Linked DNA regions of Gossypium hirsutum: regions 1, 2 and 3 are each linked to region 4. Evidence: chromatin contacts called from public Hi-C data. All regions are on one chromosome and are shown on one strand. Each heading gives the region's core, a stretch centred on a gene start, on an enhancer-like site or on the middle of the called end of the contact. The rest is flanking DNA. Distances are from core to core; before and after follow the strand shown. Region 1 has its middle 34 kb from the start of LOC107951127. Region 2 holds the start of LOC107951423 (kinesin-like protein KIN-7N). Region 3 holds the start of LOC107952202 (serine hydroxymethyltransferase 2, mitochondrial). Region 4 holds the start of LOC107951136 (amino acid transporter AVT6A).

Region 1 (6,174 bases), core at 667-3,166, 600 kb after region 4:
TATGTTAATATGAAATATTCTGACCTAGGCTTTCAGAATAAACCTATGGTCGAACCGATCATGCCACTGATTTGCCAGTTCGACAGGTCCTTCCATTTTAATTAAATAAGACATTGAAAATAAAAAAATTTTAAAAAAATCGATTCAACCACTTGGCTCCTAGCTTAACCAATCTAATGTCCTTCTTCGGACAGGTGCCTTTGTCGATTTCGGTCTAACCGATTGATCAGTTCTAGTTTATTTTTTTATGATTTTTTATATGTTTATATAATTTTTAATAATTTTTATACATTTTTATAAAATTTTGAATATTTGAAATGTGTTTTTTTTAATTTTATAAAATTTTTATAATTTATTAAAATTTATTAGATTTTTAATATATGTTTTTAAAATTTTTATAAGTTTATATGAATTTTATTATTTTTAATGTTTAATAAATTTTATATTTTTATAATTTTATAATTATTTTAATAATTTTTTATGAGAAAATATTGCATTAAATTAAAAGTTATCACGTGTCATCATCTGATTAGTCTGTTAATTTTTTTAACAATCAATGTGGTCAATGAAGGAAACCATTAACAGAAGAGCTTAATGAATTTTTTATTATCTAAATAGACTTAATTAGATGCAAATTTAATATAAAAACTTAATTAATTTTTTTTTACATTTTTTTAAAAAGGCTTTTTTTTAACGTACAAACTTTTATGTAATTAATTATGACTTGGTGGAGGGAGAAAAAACAATGGAAAGAAAAATGATTTTATCCATTGTTTTCTAATTTTATATAAAGTAATTAAAAATAAATAATATAACGTTTTATCTATAAGCTGCATTAACTAGATATAGAAGACTTAAATACTTGCTTTCATTACTGATCTGATAGTTATGCAAGAATTTTCTCTGAAATCTGATGTTAACACTCCTCTTCTAGAAGTCGATGTTGGAGATGGATCTCGTTTGGAGGCAGATCGCATTACCAAGAAAGTCCGGTTTAAAGGAGGAACTGATGAGGAAGCCATGAATATGATGGTTGAATCTGATTCGAGTCCAAAATTATCCTGGAAGGATAAACTTCTGGGAACTAAATCTGGAGTGTCTGATAAGGAAGAGTTGGGGTCTTCAAGTGCCGATTCTGATGAAGATATTGAGATTTTGGAGGGCAATATTCACAGATCCATCGTTAATGGCATTCCTGCAATCGATTTTTCGGAGAGGATTCAACACATTCTGTTCAAAAAAATGGAACGCACGGTAGTTCTAAAATTGCTTAGAAGAAACATTGGGTATGAGGCTCTTAATAACCGAATCAGTAGCCTTTGGAACCCTTCTAAACCTTTCCATTTCATGGATATAGAGAATGGTTATTTTTTGGCTAAATTTCAATCCATTAACGATTATACAAAAGTTTTGACGCAAGGTCCTTGGTTGATATATGGTCAATATTTGACAGTTCAACCTTGGACAAAAGAGTTTAGTCCATCACAGCCCTATCCAAGCACGGTTTTGGCTTGGATTCGGTTTCCAGGCCTTCTAGGGTTTTTATACAAGAAAAAAATCCTAAAGGAAATTGGAGGGACTATTGGTAAAGTTGTTCGGCTAGACCTTAACACAAACAGCAGGATTAGAGGTCGCTTCGCCAGGATGGTTGTTTACATCAATTTGGACAAGCCTTTGATTACTCAAGTCCTTGTTAATGGCATGAAGCAAAGAGTAGAATATGAAGCGTTACCGACTATTTGTTTTACCTATGGGAAGTATGGCCATACCAAGGAACCCTAGCATTTCTAAAAGCGTACAGTTGGGGGAGATAAAATGGATCTTAGGCCTTTGAATTCTCATAAGGCAGGTACTGGACCTAATGGCCTAATGGGACAGTTAATAGGCGCAAGTGTAGAGTCCTATGCTACAGACGGGCCTTCATCAAGTAGACCATTAGTGGACTATTTAAAGAATAAAGAGATTCAGGCCATAATTGCGGTGGGCCCAACCCGCACAAAAGCAGATCATAATGGCTTCGAAGCAGGGAGTACTCATTTACACTCGACTGACTCGGGTCTTAATTTTAAGACTGCAGAGGGTGGTTTTAATATCAAAGATAATATTTCCATTCCAAATTCAGTTATTAATTCATGTTTTAATCCAGTTTTTGTTGTACATGAGGTGAATGTGACTGACGAATCTTCAATGGTTTCTGAGTCCGCTACCTTGATGTCAGACCTGGTTGAACTTCAGGTAACTGATTCTTCTGGTGGTTCAGATCAAAATAAACACACTGCTGTTTCTTTTAAAGAAAAAGGACCAGCAACTGGTGCTACGAAGAATCAGAGTACGGGAAAATTAATGGGAGGTAAAGATGGGAGTTTTCGGGCCACTAGGAAAATAAATAAAATCACGTATGCAAAAAGGAACTATTTTAAAAATAAAAATTCTTCTAAAATTCCTTTGAGTCATTCTATGTCCAGGCTAGCTCAGTCTGTTTCCAAGCTTAAAAGTGATGATTCAGGTGGCCCTGATCCTAGTACGGGTAAAGGTTTTTAAATTTGCTCTGTATTTTTCTATTTGGAATGTTTGTTGAAGCTTTAGTTTGTTAGTTTTTCTCTAATTCTTTTTTATGGATTTAAATCTCTCAATTTTTTCTTGGAACTGCCAAGGTTGTGCGAGTAGCAAATTTCTCCGTGCTTTTCGTGAGTATAATTTTGAGTATAGACCAGACATTGTGTGTCTGTTGGAGCCAAGAGTCAGTGGCAATAAAGCTAATTTTACATTGATAAATTGGGTTTTGATCGTTCTCATCACATTGAGTCTGTTGGTTTTTCAGGTGGCATATGGGTCGGATGGAAGGATTTTATTTACATTAGTATTATTCATAACCATCCTCAGTTTATGCTTCTTCGTGTTCATGGGAATAATTGTTATAATGATTTTTTTTTATTTTTTTGTGTATGGAAGTCCAGACAGAGCTAAGAGGAAATCCCCATAGACCGATTTAATGGGTATTTTACCTCAAGATCCTTTACCATGGTTGTTGATGGGCGATTTCAATGCCATTCTCTCTCCCATGGATAAAAAAAGTGACCAGTCAAAAGGTAAGAGATGTAAGTTTTTTGGTAATTTTGTCGAATCATGTAATTTGCAGGATCTTGGATTTATAGGGCCTTCTTTTACTTGTAAAGAGGTAATACGCGTGAGCGGTTAGATCAAGCCCTAGTGAATGATGATTGGCTTTCTGTCTTTCCGTATACGCTTGTCTATCATCTGCCTCGTATTAAATCGGATCATAGGCCCATTCTTTTAAAAACCAATCCTGAGCTCAGTGGTCAGAGAGGGAGACCGTTTCGTTTCCTTGCAGGTTGGACGAAGCACTCGAATTTCAAGGATTTCGTTTCTAACAAATGGAGTTTTTTAGGTAATATGGCTGAATCATTATCTGAATTTACCTCTCACATTAAAGATTGGAACAGGTCCGTATAGGGTCATCTAGGAACACGTAAAAGGCAACTCTTGAAGTCACTTGCGAACATTCAAAAGGTCATGGATCAGTCCACATCTAGAAGATTAGCTAATTTGGAAATGGAGGTTCGTGATGAATTGGAGAGTGTGCTTAACCACGAGGAGCTTTTATGGAGGCAGAAGGCTAGGTGTGATTGGCTTTAGTTTGGAGACCGAAATACCAGTTTCTTCCATAGTCGCACTATGCAAAGGAGGAAATTTAATCATATTTTGGCCTTACGCATTAGTAATGGGGAGTGGTGTTCGGATCAGTCTATTCTCAGTGATGAGGCCACCAAGTTTTTTGAGAAATTATATGGTGAAAAACCAAGTGCCAAGTCTACTCCATTAAATATTTTTTCCCTCCTTAAGGAGCAAGATATTGATTTTCTCAAAAAGCCAGTGTTGAATGACGAGATCAAGAAGGCCCTTTTTGACATGGCTCCGTTGAAAGCTCCAGGAAGTGATGGTTTCCATGCGCGCTTCTTCCAAAGTCAGTGGGATTTACTTGGAGGGGCGGTCTGTGAGTGGGTTCAGGGAATTTTTGCTGGCAATAAAATTGAGGAGGCTCTTAATAACACTTTTATTGTGCTTATTCCGAAGAAGGATCGTCTGGAAGACTTCAGTCAATTTCGACCAATCAGTCTTTGTTCGGTTTTATACAAGTTGGTGATGAAGGTGATTGCCAATAGATTTAAAGTGGTGTTTCCGAATTTTATTTCACCTGAGTAAGCAGGGTTTATTGCTGGGAGGAACATATCGGATAATGTCATTATTACACAGGAAGTTATTCATTCAATGCGTCGTAGGAAAGCTGATAGGAACTCGATGGCCATTAAGTTGGACTTGGAGAATGCATATGATAAGATTAGCTGGGATTTCATCGATGTATCCCTTGGTGCTGCTGGGATTCTTGAGGTACTTAGAAAGGTTATTATGGATGCTATTTCCTCCTCTACCATGCAGATTCTTTGGAATAGAGTCCCGTCTAATTCTTTTAAACCTGTGAGAGGGATTAGACAGGGTTGTCCTTTATCGCCTTATCTTTTTGTACTTTGTATGGAATGGTTAGGTCATCTATTCAGATCTGAGATCACAAATGGTAGGTGGCATCCTATTCGGTTATTTAGATCGGGACCAGATTTATCCCATCTTTTTTTTGCTGATGATCTAGTCATTTTAGGCAAAGTGGAGATGGACCAAGTCCTTTTGTTGAAGGAAATCCTTAATAGTTTCTGTGATTTTTTTGGTCATAAGATTAGCTCAATGAAGAGTAACATTTTTTTCTCAAAAGGTGTTAACACTATTCTAGGTGATCAGATTAGCCAACTTTTTGGCTTTTAGAAAGTTCTAAATCTTGGAAGTTATTTAGGGGTACCTCTTCTCCATGATCGTGTTACTAAGAGTACTCTGAATTTTGGGGTCGAAAAAGTGAGGAGGAAACTTCAAAATTGGGAAGCCCGAAAACTCTCCTTTGCAGGACGGGTTACTCTTGCACAATCTATCCTTCTAGCTATTCCTAACTATTTCATGCAGTCCTTGTTAGTCCCAAAAGGGGTGTGTGACGAGATAGAAAGGATTGTAAGACAGTTTATTTGGGGCAGTTTAGCTGGACATCCAAAAGTAGCTCTAGTGGGGTGGGAGACCATTTGTCAACCTAGGGCTCATGGAGGGCTTGGGTTCAGACATCTTCATGATCAAAATAATTCTTTTCTCATGAAAATTAGTTTCAATCTCGTCTCTCAAAAAGATGCTTTATGGGTTCGAGTTCTTCGATCGAAATATGGTTGGAAGAGTCAGCTTCCTGATTCTATTCATAGAAGTAACTGTTCTCACCTTTGGCGATCCCTCTCTAAGGTGTGGCCCCTCTTATGTGAAAATATTATGTGGTCAGTTGGGGATGGGTTTACAATTCGTGGCTGGAATGATACTTGGATACCTGACGTTGGGCCTCTCGTATCATATGTTTCTGCTCATAATAGTTTTAATTTGGACAGTACTCTAAAGGATTGGGTGTTACAGGATGGTTCTTGGAATGTTGACATGCTTCGTATTTGGTTGAATGATGACATGATAAGATGTATTGTAAGTATTCCTCCTCCTCATTCAGCTGGTGGTGAGGATAGAGTTATTTGGGGTCACCCGGATCAGGTACCTTTTCCATTCGAAGTGCTTATTGGGCCTTAAAGGAAAATTCTTGGAGTCCTGGAGAAGATATTTGAAAGGTTATTTGGAAATATCGAGGCCCTCAGAGGGTTTGTCTTTTTCTTTGGATTGTGGCTAAGCAAAGACTTTTTACTAATTCAGAACGAGTCAGGAGAGGTATTGGGCATAGTAGTGAGTGCCCTCAATGTGGTCATGATACTAAGGACATCATGCACGTTCTTCGTGATTGCTCAACGTCCAAGGAAGTTTGGAAGCTTGTTGTTCCTTTAGAGAAACAAGATAGGTTCTTTTCTGATCCTTTTCAAATTTGGTTTTCCTCTAATCTTTGTTGTCATCTTAAGATGCAAGAAAAGGGAATTACTTGATCGTGCCTTTTTGGATTAATAGCTTGGAGAATTTGGAAGAACAAAAATTTGCTCATTTTTTAAAACATTAATTGGACGGCTTATGATGTTCTTAAGTCCTCTATCAGTTGGGCCCAACATTTTGAGCCCTTTCTGATTGGGACTAAGGCTG
Region 2 (5,784 bases), core at 65-2,564, 720 kb before region 4:
TTTTTTCAGAAATTACTGTAGAAAACAAGCGTCCACGTGGGAGCTTTTTTCAGTACTTTTGCTGACAGTGCATCCTGCTTGAAGCATTTTTAACACTTTTTGTTCAGAAACAACTTCGCAAAATTATTTTTTTAGATACGCCTTCTCTAATTTATTTTTTCAGATACGTCTTCTCTAATTTATTTTTTCAAAAATTACTGTAGAAATTTTTTTTATTGCTAATATATTTTTTCCATAACCCTAAACACAAAATTATTTTAAAAAACTAATCCATAATTTAATTAATTAACCCTAAACCTTAATCTAATTTATTTTTTAAACTAATAATTAATGTAATTAAGCAACCCAAAACCCAAAACCCTAATTTTTTGATTTTTTTTTAAAAAAATTCTAAATCTTAAATTCTAAACCCTAAACTCTAAACCCTAAACACTAAAACAATAACCTTAAATCCTAACCCTAAATGCAAAAAAAATCCTAACCCTAAAAAAAGGAGCAAAACTCTCCCCTAGAGACGCGCTTTTCTAACATGTCACCTGACATCGTGCTGACGTGGACGCACTTTCGAGGAATTCGGTACTTTCCAGTAAATAATCAAAAAGTTGGCCCATTTCCATAAATATTAAAAAAATGGCTTTTTCTTGTAAATTGTCTGATTTTTTTTTCATCGTTAATTTAATTTAATTTCTTTAATAAAATATTTTTCATCTGGTTTTTTTTTGGTTAAAAATAGATATGCTAATTTTGGCATTTTTCATAAATTCTTTGATATAATTTTTTTCAAGTCCTTAGACTTGATTGATTAACCATTTTTCCAAAAAAAAAATTCCATGTGGCAATATAAAATTTATCCACGTGTCAACTCTAGTTAGAGTTAACTTTGTTTTTGAAAGTAGAAGTATCGAGAGAATTTATCATTATCCATTTTTATTATTCTTCTTATACTTGCCTCTCAAAAGATAAATATTTAATTTTGCTAAAGTAAATTTTTTTAACTTTTTTCTGAATATATACATAAAACAATATAATTGCAGTCTTTTATCGGTGGAACTTTCTACTACAATTATGTTGTATACCATTGTTTGAATTCTATACAATTAAGAACTACAAAAGTGGAAAGGATCTAAGCTGGCCCTTGGAAATTACATGGGCTTCTCGTAATGTTGATACAATCATCCAACTGAGGCATGTGGGCTATTCTCTTACCCAAAGAAACTGGGCCAGTAGACATGTTCTTTAGGGTCCGAATACCCATCCAATCCTCCATTTTATGGGCATTTCCGTCAATCCAAAACATTCAAATACAAATTCCCCCGTTTTCACAATGCATAAAGATCCCGCCTTAGCTCTCGCTCTGCAACTCAACGTTTAAAAAGAAAATGGAGAAGATCTGCGTAGCAGTGAGAGTAAGACCTCCAATTTGCCATGAAAATTCTTCTTCAACTTTCTGGAGAGTCGATGATAATCAAATCTCTCTTCACAAGCTCCACGGCAGCCCAATTTCCTGCGTTTCTTACGCTTTCGGTAAATTTTCATTTCCCAAATCCTTTTTACCTTTCCAATTCCAATTCTCATTCCTTGAATTTTTTTTTGTGTTTCTAGATCATGTCTTCGATGAGAATTGCTCGAATTCAGATATTTACGAGCTTCTTACTAAGGATATTATTCATGCTGCTGTGGACGGCTTTAACGGTTTAAATTTTATCCCCTTTTTTAGCCCTAATTTTGATGATCTGGTATAAAAATTGATTAATTTGTATATGATTTACAATTTTATTTATGTTTTAGGAACTTCTTTTGCATATGGGCAAACAAGCAGCGGCAAGACCTTCACTATGAACGGTTCATCTAACGATCCCGGAATTATTCATCGAGCAGTTAACGATATATTTCAGAAAATAAATATTGTAATTTAACGAAATTTGGTTCTTTCCCGAAGCAGTTAACGACATATTTTAGAAGCTTTGGCTTTGATTTTCTTGTTGTTGAATTCAATTCCCAGATCTCTGATCGAGAGTTTCTCATCCGAGTTTCCTACATGGAAATTTACAATGAAGAAATTAACGACCTTTTCGCTGTAGAGAATCAGAAATTGCAGATTCATGAGAATTTAGAGGTCAGCCATTGATTAAACTTTGATGCCGTATCAAATGTGTACCATAATGCTCAAAACTAACAGATTTTTTCTTGTTTGTTTTAGCGTGGGATTTTCGTTGCGGGTCTTAGGGAGGAAATTGTGAACAATGCTGAACAAGTGATGAAGCTCCTGGAGTCTGGAGAAGGTCCTTTAAACTTCTTTTTTTTGCCATTGGTTTAACTGGGTAGTTGTTTATTTTTAATAATTTGTTTAAATCATTTTCCTTACAGTTAATAGGCATTTTGGTGAGACAAATATGAATGCACGAAGTAGTAGGTCTCATACAATATTCAGAGTGGTATGTTCTTTTAACATATTGTTGAACATAAACATTACTACTTTACTCTTAATATTCGTTGTATTTATGTTACATTACTAGGTGATAGAAAGCAAGGGAAAGGATACAGGCTCTTTTGGTGATTATTCAAGCAGTGATGCCATACGCGTCTCAGTTTTGGTATGTACCTTATATTACTATAGACTTTCCCCCCTTTTATCTAGTTTATACCTTGTCCCATTAGTTTTATGAATGTTATTTTAATTCCTTTATTTGAAAGCAGAATTTGGTTGATTTGGCTGGTTCTGAGCGGATTGCTAAGACTGGAACTGGTGGAGTACGTTTGAAGGAAGGAAAGTATATTAACAAGAGCTTAATGGTTCTTGGTAATGTAATTAACAAACTTAGTGATAGTGCAAAACAAAGGTACTTGTTTTGCTTATCCTGCGAGAAGTAACTTATTTGTATAGAATAACTATGTTCTAATTATATGAATTATTGACATGTAAAGGGCACATATTCCTTATCGTGATAGTAAATTAACCCGCATACTCCAGCCTGCTCTAGGAGGGAATGCGAAAACTTCAATTATATGTACTGTAGCTCCTGAAGAGGTGCGCTTACTTTGACTGTATGTGGTTATTCAGTGGCTTGTTTTTGGTTTTCTTATCTTTCTGAGAAGGGGAGATGAAAATGACTCTCAACTGAGCATTCTGGTTTAATTTTATTATAGATTCATATTGAGGAGACGAAGGGAACTCTCCTTTTTGCTAGCAGAGCTAAACGAGTTACTAATTGTGCTCAAGTGAATGAGGTTGGTCATTTTCTTATATTGCACCACATTATCACAGAATATATGGATTTCCAACGCTAGCTTGTATATAAATCATAAAATCTATATTATTAATAGAACCCTTTGCTGAGTTGGTGTCACGGGTTAACCGGGTACCAACTCAGTTAGGAAATAAACAAATTCTTTACCACCACACCAATAATAATTCTTGAGTAAACTTTTAAAAATTAACTTTTAACATAAAATGTTCTCTCACCAAATTTGTGTTTTAAACATACCTATACGTGATTTCCGCACGCATACACATTTGATAGGATTTATAGTATTTATTATGTTGTTACATGACAGAGTAAGAGTTCAAGTTTTCATCTAGAATTTTTGTTTTAATTGATTTGGCATTGAGTTTGAAATGAAGTTAATCATAGTTTAACTTGTATCTAGGTTTTGACGGATGCAGCCCTACTGAAAAGGCAAAAGTTAGAGATAGAGGAGCTACGCAGGAAGCTTCAGGTGAGGATCAGGTGACATAAGCTAATATTAGACTTAAAAAGGCAATCTAAAATTGGTCACCTTTTTTCAGGGATCTCATGCTGAGGTGCTGGAGCAAGAGATATTAAAGCTGAGGAATGATATGCTTCAGGTTCATTATTTGTTTATTTCAAAAGGATTATAGATTTATAGTCTTCTAGCACCAATTATTAACATATACATTAACACATTTTTTATCTGCTTGTATTCCAATTTCAGTATGAATTAGAGCGTGAAAAGCTTGAAATGGAACTAGAAAAAGAAAGAAGATCACATAAAGAGCGTGATCGGTACATTAGAGACCAGCTGATGATGATCGAAAACCTAAGTAGTTTGGTTTCTGATGGTGATGGAAGCTCTAGTCAGGTATAACTTGTGCAGACTGCAAAATAAGAGTATAGAAATTCCTATTTCTTTTCAGTGTGCTTCTAAATTCTGTTTGTGCTGCGTGGTTCCTAGGCCAGAAGATCACCTAGTTTGTGTATATTATAGCGATGTTACTTGGAAAACAATCCATCTATCTATCTTTTAGAACACTTGATTAATCATTAAAAATTGAAGTTTTTCATTCTGCTTTCTCGGCTACCCCTTTCAGTAATACACGTAATCACAAATCTTATGCTAATGAAGTACATCTATTCCTGCATTACATGTTCCCTTTATAACTTCCTCTACCATATTCTATTGACAGCAATGTCTAACTTTTATTGGGCTCAAACTTACACATGAAGTATAGGCCGTAAATGAACTGCGGTTGCAAGTATCATTTTATTTTGTCATCTGGAGATTTGGACCAACTGATATGAATTCTAAATCGGTGCAGAGCTAGTCATATGATTAATTATTAATGTATTTATAATCTTTTAGTTCGTCTCTAGGAATCCATTCTCTAATATGAAGTTTGACATCAAAATTGAAGCTGACCGATCAAAGAATTATTCATTATTTTAGGGTCAATTCTTCTTTTAGTTGTTGTTGTTGTTATTTCTATGCTGAGGACAATTTATAAGTTTGCTTTTTGGTGAGGGCAGGGATCCATGAAAGAAAGCCCAATAGAAGAATGTAATAATAGGGGAGATGATTTTAAAACACCTTGTTTTAGAGCAGCTCCCAAGGCCTTTGTCGCCAAGAGATCAAATTATTCACAGTTGCCAGACCTCAGTCCTCTTCCAGATTCTTTTAGCGATGTAGCTGATGAAGACACTTGGTTCAAAATAAACAAGGGTTACATAGCAGACCTGTATTCACTTCAAACAACACCTGCAAGAAAAGTTCAATCCTTTCCACCAGAAGATGTTACTCCTGTGAGTTGATAATTTCAAAGTCATTTTATCTTCCATCTTTCTATCCGTCCCATATGTGTTTTTAGTAATGCCTTTCTCTGTCATAAATCGATATTGGTCGTAATAAGGGCTGCATAAGTTAAATTTAATAAAGGGTTTCTTTTTCAGAATTATTTGAATAAGAAATACAAAACGGAACTCCAAAATCTCAAGAGACGGCTAGAACTTGTCACTGAAGAGAAGAACGAACTCCAGGTCAGTACATTTGCTACTTGTTTAACCACCTTAGGGACTTGACATTTTCATCACTAAATTTCTGGACAATTCATACTTCCACTGTTTCAATTGTTGCATTCACAGAGAAAGCTTGCAGAAGATATAGAAGTGAAGGATAGATTAAAGGGTGATATATCTAAACTTAAACAAGAAGCATTACTAGCTAGGGAAATGCCTCAAAGGTTGTGTGATTCTGTGACAAGTTTTAAAGATACATACGAGGAAGTTTTGTCAAAGATGCAGGTCAAAATGCATTATGTTAGTCTAATTCAACTTTTCATTTCTAATTTGTATCAAAATATTAACCTCCTTGTTGCCATCCTTTCGAAACAGAGGTATACATTTGATGGGAAATCTTCAACTGCAAAACTGCTCCGTTGCATATGTGAAATTGGGTCAATCCTTTTCTCGACTATGGAAACTAGTATCTCCAACACAACGGATCGTCACAAATTGTCATATGGGAATGACTCTCTAATACAAGAATACA
Region 3 (5,681 bases), core at 1,963-4,462, 690 kb after region 4:
ACACAATAATGCTATTCATAATGTTTCACTTAAGCCAAGTAGTGAACTTGCATCAATAGGAGCTGGATCATTCAGTTTACCTGAGAAAATTTCGAGCAATTACTAAGAACTTGCTCTTGGTAAGCCTTGTACTCGGGTGTTCTGACCTATAAGCACATATGTCAAACTCAAGAAACCTAAAGGCTCCTGGTTAACTTGTATCAAGATTTTGTATGGCCTGAGCTTGGCATAGTGTGTTTAACTTGCATATACACAAAAAAATTTTTATCAGAGTACCTGCTTCAATGCAACTGCTAAACCAGCTATGGTGTGATTATGTGGTCCACCTTGAAGACCAGGAAAGACAGCTTGATTAATTTTGTCTTCCAAGTCATACATTACCTGTAGGATGGAACTCAAGAAATTAAATAAGTCACTCTTTCCTTCTATTTTCCACCAATCAAACTCATAAGAGAGAGAGAGAGAGAGAGAGAGAAACACACCAAAACTTAGAACATACTCACCTCTTTCCCTTGTTTGTTAATCTCTTTGAGTCCCTTCCTGAAGAAAATCATAGCACCACGTGGACCACGAAGTGACTTGTGTGTTGTGGTTGTCACAACATCAGCGTATTCAAAAGGAGATGGAATAACACCTGCAGCAACCAACCCGCTAATATGTGCCATGTCAGCCAACATAATTGCTTTCTGCTTATCACAGACCTGTCAATAAGCAATTAGAGTCTCTTAGTATCTTAAAGGTGAGTCAAAATTTCCACTGATATATGAAGTCTTCCAACTGCAAGTCAAGGGTGTTTACCTTGCGTATACGAGCATAATCATAAAGGCGAGCATAAGCACTGGCACCAGCAACTATAAGTTTTGGTCTGAAAAGCACTGCACTTTTCTCTAGCTGCAAACATTTCAATTCATCTAAATCAACTATTTGAAAGAGTCTCTCAAGTTTCACCTAAGTCAAGAAAATACTTGCATGCAAGAAAATTTTCTGCAAAGAGATTTTGACACAGATAAGACGTGTAGCTTCCACTCCACTGTTGAATTTCATTTATGAAATATATGCAAGTTCCATACATCAGAAAAATCCAAACCATTCATTGAAATTTATTTTAACTATAAGATATAATTATTTCCTTTGTCAAATTATGCTTAAAGCATGTAATAAGTATTCACAAAATGTTCTAGCCATGAATCTCAAAAGGGTTGTGAGAAGTAAGAGAAACATTGATCAGAATGTGCATTCCAGGTTTTGAACTTGATAAAGTTGTTAGTTACACATGTCTAGATTACCCAAAATGCAGACACTGTTTCTGAAGATGCATGAAATTTAAGAAAGAGAAATTCACATCTCTACCAACATAGAAGAGAAGAGAAGAGAAGCGCTACCTGATCATAGTCAATATAACCTGTACCCTCATTCAATCTATATGGCATTGTCTCAAAGAATATTGACACAGCAGATATCTTCTTAGTGTCAGTCTGTATGATGCAAAGAAGAATCAACACTTGAGTTTCAAACACTATAAACACCAGTTGATTGGCCATAAAGTAATGTTACCTGATATGCTATTTCTTTAGAAAATAAATGCAGATAAAAAATAAAAAAAAACTAGAATTAACAAGAGAAGACAAAACTATAACCAAGTTCAGCAGAAAAGCTCGTGATTGATGGAATTGGTAAGCACCTGATAACCATGTGAAAGATGTCCACCATGGGGTAAATCTAGTGCCATAATTCGCTCATGAGGTTTCAACAATGCAGTATAAACCTGAAAGTTAGCAGGAGATCCGGAAAGTGACTGCACATTGACTGCATAATGAAACAGATACAGGATGAGTTATATGCTACCTAGAAAGTAAATATTCTGTACATAGAATCCTTCGCATGCTCAAAATAAAGGGTAAAAACAGATATTTAACTAAATATAGAAAAGGGTTTGCATGATCCATTCACCTCCCCACTTCGCAGGATCCAACCCAAAAGCCTCTAGTGCACGCGTTTGACACAAGGACTCAGCCATGTCAATGTATCTGATCAAATAGAATTAACAACATTAGACAGTGACTTTAACCAATTAATGTTACTCGGACTGACTTAAAGAAAAATGAAGAATCAGATCAACATAGTTATCAATAATTTATACTAAAAAGTAAAACCACATATAACATCTCTAGCAATGCATCTTATTTTCCAATTCAATCCCCTGAAAATTACAACCAGTCTGAAATCAATTTGTAGATGAACCCACATCCATTTTTAAACTGATATTAGCAGTGAAATAAAATTAACAATAGGCAAAATCAAAGTAGATCGTCTTAACTCGTTTCCTCCGTAGTATCTAGCACCAGGATACCCTTCACTGTACTTGTTGATCATGACAGAGCCCACTGCTTGCATTACTGATAGGGATGTAAAATTCTCTGATGGTATAAGTTCTAGTCCCTATTAGACATTAAACAGAAAATAAAATAAAAAACGATTTGATCTCTTAATCAATCAAATACCTGACTGAAGTTATAGAAAAGAAAATAGATTATAAAATAAAAACCAGAAATGCGAAAAAAAGGCTCGAGATTTGAATTTATTAACAAAAAAAAAAAACCTTCCATTGCCTAGCTTTCTCGAGTTCGATTATGGTAGCAATTTCAGGATCGATTTCCTCTAGCGGAGCATTCAACTGATGTATCCGCTGCACAACCAAACACGTTTTTAGTTTTTTTTTTTTTTGCATAAATCACAATTAAAAAGATCAAAGATCTAAAGCTCCTTTGAAAATAATATTACTAATGACGCTTACATTAGCACGAGCTTTCTCTTTCTCTGCCGCAGCTGTTGACTGCAAATGAAAAAAGAAATCAGAAAAAAAGAAAAAAAGAAAGAAAGAAAGATGAAATTTAACTAAAGAAGGAATGGAACAAAAAAGAAGGAAATAGAGATGTAGAACCATATAATAGAGGGAGCTGCCACTGAAGAGAGGTCTGGTTGGGGACTTGATGGAGGAAGACAATCTACGAAAGCTCATTGCCACCGCCATTACTCGCGTCTTGGCTCAGCTGTTCCAAGGGAAAAAAACAAAAGAGTGTTTAGAGTGGGTTGGTGGAGGACTGAAAATGTTTTGTTTGTGTTGGGATTATTATTGATATTATGTATAAGTAAAGTATTGAAGTGCGGGCTGTGATATGTCAGATCCAAGTTTGTTCGGGCGGGACGGGGTTGGTTGCTTTGCTTTTGCGGTGTAACGTCACTTTCTCAAATCTATGGAATATGGGTTAATTTGATAATTTTTTCCCTTTTACTTCAAATTTACAATTATTCTAGTATTTAATTTTTTTTCAAGTATTTTTTTTATACTTGAATGTGATAATTAGATTAGTTTTATCAAAGAAGATTTAATCACATAATACAATTTTATAGTATTATATCATCAAGCTTTTATAATTGTGAAAGAAATGTAAGTATCAAAATAAATTCAGTTGATAAACAAAACTCAATTCAATTCGATTTCAAAATTTGAAAAAAATTTAAATTTTGAGTTAATTGAACTGAGTTATTCAAGTTAACTCAAATAACAAACCCCTTCAACTCTTGTCAATTTTAGAAATGAACTAATTGATCTATCTTAACAAAAATTAAAAAAAACAAAATATTTTTTAAAAATTCAAAATATTCATAAAAAATTCAAAATTTATATGTTTTTAAATTATAAAAAAATTTCTAAACAATATATAAATAAAGTTAAAATTTTAAAATATATTAATTAATGATTTAAGTTTATCATGCTAAATTATCTTCTTCTTCTTTTTTAAATTTTTTGTAATATGGAATTAATTATAATGTAGCATATTTAATTTTTTTAATTTAACTCAAACAATTTCACTCGACTCAATTTAAAAAAAATCAAATCAAGTTAGAATAATAAAATATAACTCAATTAACTCTAATTTTTTTCACTCGATTCGGTTAAATGCTTACTCCTAATTGCTAATTAAATTACTCGAAATTTTTTTATACAAACTCTCACCCCTAAGCCTAAACCTAAACCTAAACCTGCACTCAAAATTATATTTTAAAAATTGAGAACAGTAGTAGTAGGTGACTGGTTCTAAACGTTGTGGTTTGAAATCTATAAAAGGTGGCCAAACTAATCAAAAAACAGTTTGGTTCATTAAAAAAAGAAAGTGAGAATCACAATATAGTTTTTCATTTTTATTATATTTGAAATGGAGGAATTAAATTGAATTTTGTATTCTCAATTTTTATTTTTATTTTTATTTTTTTTGTACAATTCAAAACTTCCCATATCCTTATACAAAACATTAAAAATCATGCAGCCCTTTCGCATATTTTATCTTACATGCTGCCTTACAGTTACACATTACTTACAGAATACGATTTGTGATACAAATACACAAATTCTCTTCATTTTTCTTTAATAACTTTTTTTTAAATAGAATATTGGACGCTTTGAGTAAGCAAACCGTCTCTCTCCAACAAGCCGATTAGTTATTATCCAGTCTACCATCCCAAACTACTTCCAGCTTCTATTCTAAACAGTCTCGACCGTATTAATAAGAACTTCTTGTGGGGAGGGACAGAATCACACTCGACACTACATTTAGCTAGTTGGGACATCATTACTCTCCTTAAACATAGGGGGTGTTAGATATATACCCCCCCCCCGCCAATATATATATAAAGCTCTCTTCGCTAAGTTGGGCTGGAGACTGATGCATGAGGACTCAAAACTCATATAGCTAAATACTTTCTGAACCCCAACAATTCACAACTTGTAATGAATACTTCTAAACATGGAGCTCCTTGCCAAAGATTACTACTTTATTCACCTCAAGGATCAATTGGGTTGTTCGCAATGGTAGGATGGTCTGGATTAGGAGCAGGCCCGCTTAACCAGGAGGAAGGTAGCTGGAATTTCAGCCGAGTTAGAGATAAATAGGAGGAATCTGGTATACATTGTTTTTCTGTGTTTATCCCACGAGATTTAACGGCCGCTTCTCGCTTGCAAGTGTGTATTTATTAGCACTAAAAGACTGAACCACAATCCTCATTTGTGGTAGCTCATTTGGAAAGCTAAGCTATCTCTGAAACTTAAGATATTCCTTTGGAAATGTGGCCTCAATGTGGTCTCCACCAAATCGTTCCTCTGACATAGGAAGCTAACGAGGAAAGACTCGTGTCCTCTGTGTTTATCTGCTCAGGAAGATATACAACACCTATTTAAGGATTGTCAGTTTACTCAAAAGTGTTTTGAGAGGGAATTTTTGCTTCTACCAAAGTCCCAATCATTTTTTATGTTGAATGGGTAGACTACACAGTAGATAATAACTTTGCTAAAATATGATCTGTAAAACCAAGGACCTATTAGAAGAAGTTATTTGTCTTGACCCTCACCCACAACGCCCTAATATTTGGAGATGATTGCCCGAAAGAACATAGTCCTAAATGAGTTTTTCGCTATCTCTAGCTGTAAATGAAATACATGTACCCAAGTTTGTTGCTGTCTTGAAAACCACCTCCAAAGAACTGGTTTAAACTTGATACCAATGGATCTTCTCTAGGAAACCTTAATAGAGTGAGTGCTGAGGATCTCATAAAAAAACCATTTTGGGAATTAAGTAATTGGAGGATATCTGCATATCCAAAGAACAGCAAATGTTGACGTCGAA
Region 4 (5,891 bases), core at 1,277-3,776:
ACCCATGCAACGGTAAGAATTTAGTTTGATTACATAATGAGAAACACGTTCAATTAAATTTAGATCATGAATAATCAATCAATAAAATTTTCCTATTTGTTACCCACCTAAAGGACCAAGAACTAACAGCTAAATCACCTTGAATTTCATCGAAAAGGTCATATCAAACCTCATGACACGCTGGAAAACTCACTTTATTCCCAGCAAGCTCATATAAAACATATCCCCTATTTGTCAAGTTAGCTTTGAGGGTAAACCGCATGAATAGAACCCAGATCGTCTCCTTGCCCATTAGCTCTGGTTTCCAACAGTGCACTGCACCCGGAACACTGGATATATATAAACGGACACCTCGATAGAATCAGGTTATAACTCCTTTGTCAACTGTTAAAATGCCATAAATGTCACTTGTCACAGCCACCGTGCTCGTTGAGACGGCAAGAAATATCATCATCCATGATATTAGTCTATCTTTCTTTGTTGCAATTCCATGGGTGTCCCTGCATAAAGAATCCAGTAGCTAATCTTCAAAACTAGTTTTAATGTCTGGTGCACTCTGTTATAAACATATATAGTACTACACCATCTAACAAGGGGTTGCATGAAAGTTCATTTGACACTGAATTCAACAAAACATCTATTACTTTACCTAAGGGTGATGGCAGCTGGAAAGATATAACCAACACAAACTGCGGCGGTGGCACCAGTGAACTGGAAGGCATCCCAGATGCTAGGAATAAAGTTGGCTCCCATAAAGATAAAACCCATAAGAGCTACTGTCATTGAGAAGAACCTCTTTTCGGAAAAGGCAATAGGAATGGCATATGGAAATAAAAGACCATCTACGTTGAGACGAAGGGAGAAAAACACAATTGGGAAAACAAGCATCAAGTGAAGCCCGTAGCTCACTCTGATCAAGTCATCGAGCAACAAGCTATACGGAATTCCAAGATCACCATCAAAATTGGCAAGCACATCATCCAAAATATGATCTCCAAACAGAACTAATCCGAAGAAGCTGGTGGCAATGTAGAGAGAAGAGCAAAACATGAGGGACTTCCTAACAATTAACTTCATCTGTGTAGGGTCTCTCAGTTCATTCGCTATTGGGAGTACTGCACAGGTGTATCCAAGACAAAAGGAAATAGATAAAAACAAAAGGGTTGATCAATTGTCATATAAACAAGCATATATTAAAATTTTAACAATATTTGCCATGTAAGGAGGAGAGTTGTTGGAACACTTATTTCAGAGAAAACTTTTGTTACAATAGCGCATCATATTTGTAATTCTATGTAATGTTGAACCATAAATGGATTACTTGTTCTTCGCAGAGTTTTAGGTATCAACAGGTACATTAAGCATCTCTTACCGTTAAAGCATTCAATCAACTCAAAGATGCAACTAATTTGGTACAAATTGGAAGATAATCAACTTGAACCAACAACTAAACAAAACCAAATTATGATAATAAATACTTAGAAGTGTAGAAGGAATCAATCTCTGATGACTTACCGTTATGGTGGCATATATAAGCAGTGACTAGAACAGGAACAGTGGTGAAAAGCTTCCAAAACGATGCCTGGTTTTCAAGTTTCGGCATTAAACGAGGCATTTCGATTTTCCCTTCCATCAACTTAACAATGGTAACTCCCGCTGTTATTGCCACAAATACGATCACGAAACCAACTGACAATGCCGATGTGTATCTCAATGAATCTAAAATCACGAAAAACAACAAGCATTCAATAAAAGTATAGCAGCAATTTAGAATTTTTGAGGAGTGAGTTAGTTACCAACGCGTTTGAATGAAATGAAAGGTGCGAAAACGAAGAGCGTGGTGAACATGAGCAAAGCCGAACGCGTTGTCCACCAGTGTTCACCGAACCATTCTTCCATAACTCCCTTGTGGTGGAACCCATCCTCCCATGTCCCCGACAACACATCACCTGCAATCAATTCAAATTCAGAGGTGATCGAAGGGCAATTAGTCGTTCCACGAAGCTTAATTTTTTTTTTTGGGGGGGGGGGGAGGGTTTCAAACTTACCTATGATGATCATGTAAACCACAAGCATGCCCAAATTGTTGATGACGATGCAAACCTGAAGGATGTTACGGCCGGTCCCACCGAAAGCGTCAGCGGCAACGCCTGAATACGTGGCCGACTTGGAGGCTCGACTGAACCTAAGTATCTTATCGATGGATGATCCCGTTAGCATAGAGACGAATATGATTGCGAATAGACCCGGGATTAGGCCCAACTGATTGACGGTGGCTGGGAGCGCCATGATACCGGCTCCCACAACTGTGGTCGAGAGGTTGAAAATGGCTCCTGAAGTTGAAGCCCCATCAAAGCCGGCTTCGGGAGTCTCGAGTACTCGGTAGCCCTGCTTTTGTGGGAGGAGAGCCTCTCCTCGGGGACTCCGTCGGTGTTTACTGTCTGAGAAGGAGGGCATAATATTCATTTTCATCACTTTGGTGGTTAAAGCCGTTGAATGAGGCCGTTCAAGAAGAAGAGTCTTAGGAAGTTTTTGAAGATGATAGCAAGTCCCGAGTCGGGAAGGTCTTCACGCGGGAAGTGACCGGACGATAAATTGCGAACACGTGTAACTACCGTGAAAGTTTCCAGAAAATAGAAACGCAGCCAGCGAGAGAGGGTCCTTTGGGCTTTGAAGATTTCGTCCGTCACGGCCTTTCTTTTTGGTGTAATTTTATAGATCGAAATGGAAAGGCTCCAATAACACAATGGTTACGGGAAGTACAAGGAAAGCGAATGGCGACTTGACACCTATAAACCAATGACCTCATCTCCCTACATGAAAAAAAAAAAAACCAAGCTTTTGGTTGCTCAAAATGGAAATTTTATTAAATCTTCCTGTTACTTCTTTCTGTTATAGTAAAACTGCTTTCTTTTTTTTTTGTTGGTTCAATTATTAAATTACATTTTGTTTTACCAAGAAAACGAGAATTTCATTGGTGTAAATTATGTTTTTTCTGCCATTTGAGAGCCTTTTTTAGCTTTCAGTTTGCAACAGCTAGGCTAACCATTAAAGAGTCCATAAATGGACCATTGTCCTTCGGCCAACCCTAATTTGCTTGTGGGTGGGTTAATAATGCCTAACGTGGTCCCTTTAATTAGTTAATTCAAGTACCAAACCCGGGTGGTACGTTCACCTAGCTTTCAACAACGCTGTGGTTTGAATCTAAAGCACCTGCACTGCACTTTACCATTCCACCCACAAGCAAATTACCATCCATAAAGTAGGGGAAAAAAGGACTGAAATTACCTCGTAAGTTAAAGATGGATCAAGGGTTTCATCATATAACTTGGGTCTCTGACATTTTCTCAAAGTAACTTCATGCAAGGTGCCATAGCATGGTACTGTGCTACTGTCAATATTTAACTAATATCAGAGGGTTAACCATACTAAAACAGTTAAATCCAACACAAGGTATTTCAGGCTGCATTCCATGCATGTATGCCAGATATATGACCAAGGCACAACATCACATTGATAAAGTGTTAGTATCAAGTAAACAAGATTAATACTTGGCCATGTTAGAACTCACAAAAGTTTCCATCATCTTGCACATAGATAATTCAATGTTTTCTCTTTCTTTTGTTGCTTCCCTTGATCTTCTTGTCCGGAGCTGTCTGTGAAGACTGCAACTTTACGCCTACAGCTGAACTCCACAAAGCCCTTTCTACATCTGAAGGTCTGAAGGAGTCACCCATTGAACTTAGTTCCTGTAATAAGAAACATAGATCATCCTTTTCGGAAAGGTATTTCCTGGATCAGGCACATAGATGAATGATTAATTGATCATTCCCCATAACAACATGCATTACATTATGAGAAAATATTCTTGTTAGCCTATGAATAAAGCCAACAAAGGTACGTAGAAGGGGCACAGACTGAGGACGAAGTGAAAAGCTTATCACTTGTCAACATCAAGAATTCACATCTTTCCTTAATCAATTTTATCACTGGTAGGCTATTAATTTTAGGTCATAAGCAGTATAGCCAAAACTTCAGTGGCTTCTACACTGATTGAATAAGTTCTTCAAACAGACATACAATGGGCAAAGGTTCCAGTGGATATTAACAATTAGAGAATACTAGAGTTGCCTTGTTGTTCCTTAAGGAATATGATAGCGTTGCCCGGTCAAAACGCAATTAGCCGAGAATCAGAAACAAGGAAAACTAGAGACGGATTAAGGATCACCTATCAACAACATAAAACATTCAATAGAAACAAAACAATAAGACTGGCATCAGAAAGCTACAAATTCAGTGAGACAACAATGAAGCTTCAGAACAATATAAAGCGACCCTTGACCAGCTATCAACTCTGAAAACAATGAGTTCAGAAAAAGAAAGAAAGAACACTTGTGGTCCTGACTCCCGAAACTATGTTATTGTCAAGTAATTTCCCCTGCAAACACCATTTTGGGGAACCATGCAAAGTGTGTGCTCAATCAAAATAAGCAAAAGGAAAATGGAAACGAACTTCAGAACATGAAAATGAAAGAGATTTAGTCAATGGAAACTAAGTTCCACCTAAAATGTACAAAATTGAACTTCCAACAGGCTCCACAAGAAAAAAGATCAACATCTTAAATAGTAAAAGTTAACTAGTTCAAAGCCTAATCGATACCATCTGCAAAAAGCTAAGTATTTTTTAAATATTTCTTATTAAACTGCCATTATACTAACTTGAAAGTTACTAGCATATTTTAATTGCACAACATTGATCATCATCATCAAGACTAAATACAGGTAAGGATCATGCCAAAAGAACAACAATAATAACTCTAATAGGATAGAAAGGAATCTCACCAACCTTAGATTTGCTTTTTAGTTTTTCCACAAATAACAAGTATTGTTTTAACGAATAATCTTTGGAGCTTCCAAGCGCAGCCAACATAGCCTTGAATATAAATTAAAAGTCATATCAAATAAAAAACCAATAAAGGAAAGATTGGAGAGGCAGTTACCTCGTCGGACATAAACGGCGCCGTTTCAGGAGCGTAGGCGGCGAGAACAGCGGAGGCAGTAGCGGCGCCGACTCCTTTCAAAACCGTAAGCTCGGAGATGGCTTTGGAGATGTCGGGAAGGGAGAGGAAAGCCTTTTGAGAAACGGATTGGACGGAAGAGTCGTCCAAAGAGGAAACGAAGTCTAACAAACGAGGCCTCCATTTGCCGCGAGTGAGCTTCCATTGCATAAGGCGGGAGAGTTCGGCGGTGGTAATGAAAGGGTTAGGGTTTCGTTGGCGGAGAAGAGAGGGAAGTTCGTGGGTGTAAAATTGGTCGAGAGAAATCAAATTAGGCTTGTTTAGAGATTGGATTCGAGATTTGTAGGAGGAGAGAGCTTCTTTCCAAATACTCAAATCTGTGCACTCAAAATCCAGTTCCATTGGGGAAATATTTCCTATCAACTTAGGCAGTTAATCCCTCCATTTAGACAAAAATGTAGGTTTGTTTCCAATTCGAATCAGGTCTTGACAATCCAATCTGGTTTTTTATTTTAAACATGAGATTATAATTTTAGAATTCAGAAATAATTTTTGCATGTTACAGTAAATTTTGATGCATAAATATATTTATTTTTTTTCAAAATTATAATTATTTTAATTATTTAATTTTATGTCATGTTTCTCGTCCCCTATTTATAAAATATCCATATTATTTCTATATCATACTCTTGTTATATCCATATGTTAAGTATATTATAAACTTATATATAATGTTCACATCTTAAAAACTTCTGGTACGAGTTGTGTTTATGGTATTTGCTATTGTATTTTATTTTATATAATTTATTATAGCAACACAATTTTTAAAAAAATAATTTTTATATTCGTGTTCTCTTTAAGTTTTTTCGTATT

The links. A called contact is a pair of places that touch in the nucleus more often than the background predicts.
Region 1: a Hi-C map of leaf shows a contact between it and region 4, with 2.7 times the contacts expected there. The contact joins the enhancer-like site here to the promoter of LOC107951136 in region 4. A contact is called at or near these places in 3 of 34 Hi-C or Micro-C datasets (hypocotyl and leaf).
Region 2: a contact with region 4 is called in a Hi-C map of hypocotyl, with 4 times the contacts expected there. The contact joins the promoter of LOC107951423 here to the promoter of LOC107951136 in region 4. A contact is called at or near these places in 4 of 34 Hi-C or Micro-C datasets (callus, hypocotyl and leaf).
Region 3: a Hi-C map of leaf shows a contact between it and region 4, with 4 times the contacts expected there. The contact joins the promoter of LOC107952202 here to the promoter of LOC107951136 in region 4. A contact is called at or near these places in 3 of 34 Hi-C or Micro-C datasets (all in leaf).

Annotation. Positions count from the first base shown.
Region 1 is chrA02:19,010,588-19,016,761 of Gossypium_hirsutum_v2.1, reverse strand. No RefSeq gene overlaps it. Among protein-coding and RNA genes, the nearest start is that of LOC107951127, 34 kb to the left of the region's middle. Within about 2 kb of position 1,916, at least 9 of the 9 cell types and tissues checked have an H3K27ac peak or open chromatin away from gene starts, as enhancers often do. A contact at or near this core is called in hypocotyl and leaf, where this site is marked.
Region 2 is chrA02:20,333,433-20,339,216 of Gossypium_hirsutum_v2.1, reverse strand. It overlaps LOC107951423 (kinesin-like protein KIN-7N), which reads left to right and starts at 1,314. Exons shown (of 17, transcript XM_016886473.2): 1 at 1,314-1,524; 2 at 1,603-1,692; 3 at 1,789-1,907; 4 at 2,003-2,116; 5 at 2,201-2,282; 6 at 2,368-2,435; 7 at 2,517-2,594; 8 at 2,698-2,840; 9 at 2,926-3,028; 10 at 3,148-3,228; 11 at 3,649-3,717; 12 at 3,788-3,847; 13 at 3,955-4,101; 14 at 4,767-5,039; 3 more. The coding sequence starts at 1,380.
Region 3 is chrA02:18,922,377-18,928,057 of Gossypium_hirsutum_v2.1, reverse strand. It overlaps LOC107952202 (serine hydroxymethyltransferase 2, mitochondrial), which reads right to left and starts at 3,212. Exons shown (of 15, transcript XM_041082980.1): 1 at 2,942-3,212; 2 at 2,795-2,833; 3 at 2,600-2,686; 4 at 2,318-2,439; 5 at 1,951-2,027; 6 at 1,682-1,806; 7 at 1,383-1,475; 8 at 799-891; 9 at 504-701; 10 at 277-381; 11 at 81-146. The coding sequence starts at 3,031.
Region 4 is chrA02:19,611,068-19,616,958 of Gossypium_hirsutum_v2.1, reverse strand. LOC107951136 (amino acid transporter AVT6A) reads right to left here and starts at 2,526. Exons shown (of 5, transcript XM_016886070.2): 1 at 2,049-2,526; 2 at 1,797-1,949; 3 at 1,516-1,719; 4 at 650-1,115; 5 at 1-500. The coding sequence starts at 2,472. The coding sequence ends at 362. LOC107951137 reads right to left here and starts at 5,574. Exons shown (of 3, transcript XM_041083046.1): 1 at 5,001-5,574; 2 at 3,572-3,749; 3 at 3,293-3,391. The coding sequence starts at 5,420. The coding sequence ends at 3,603.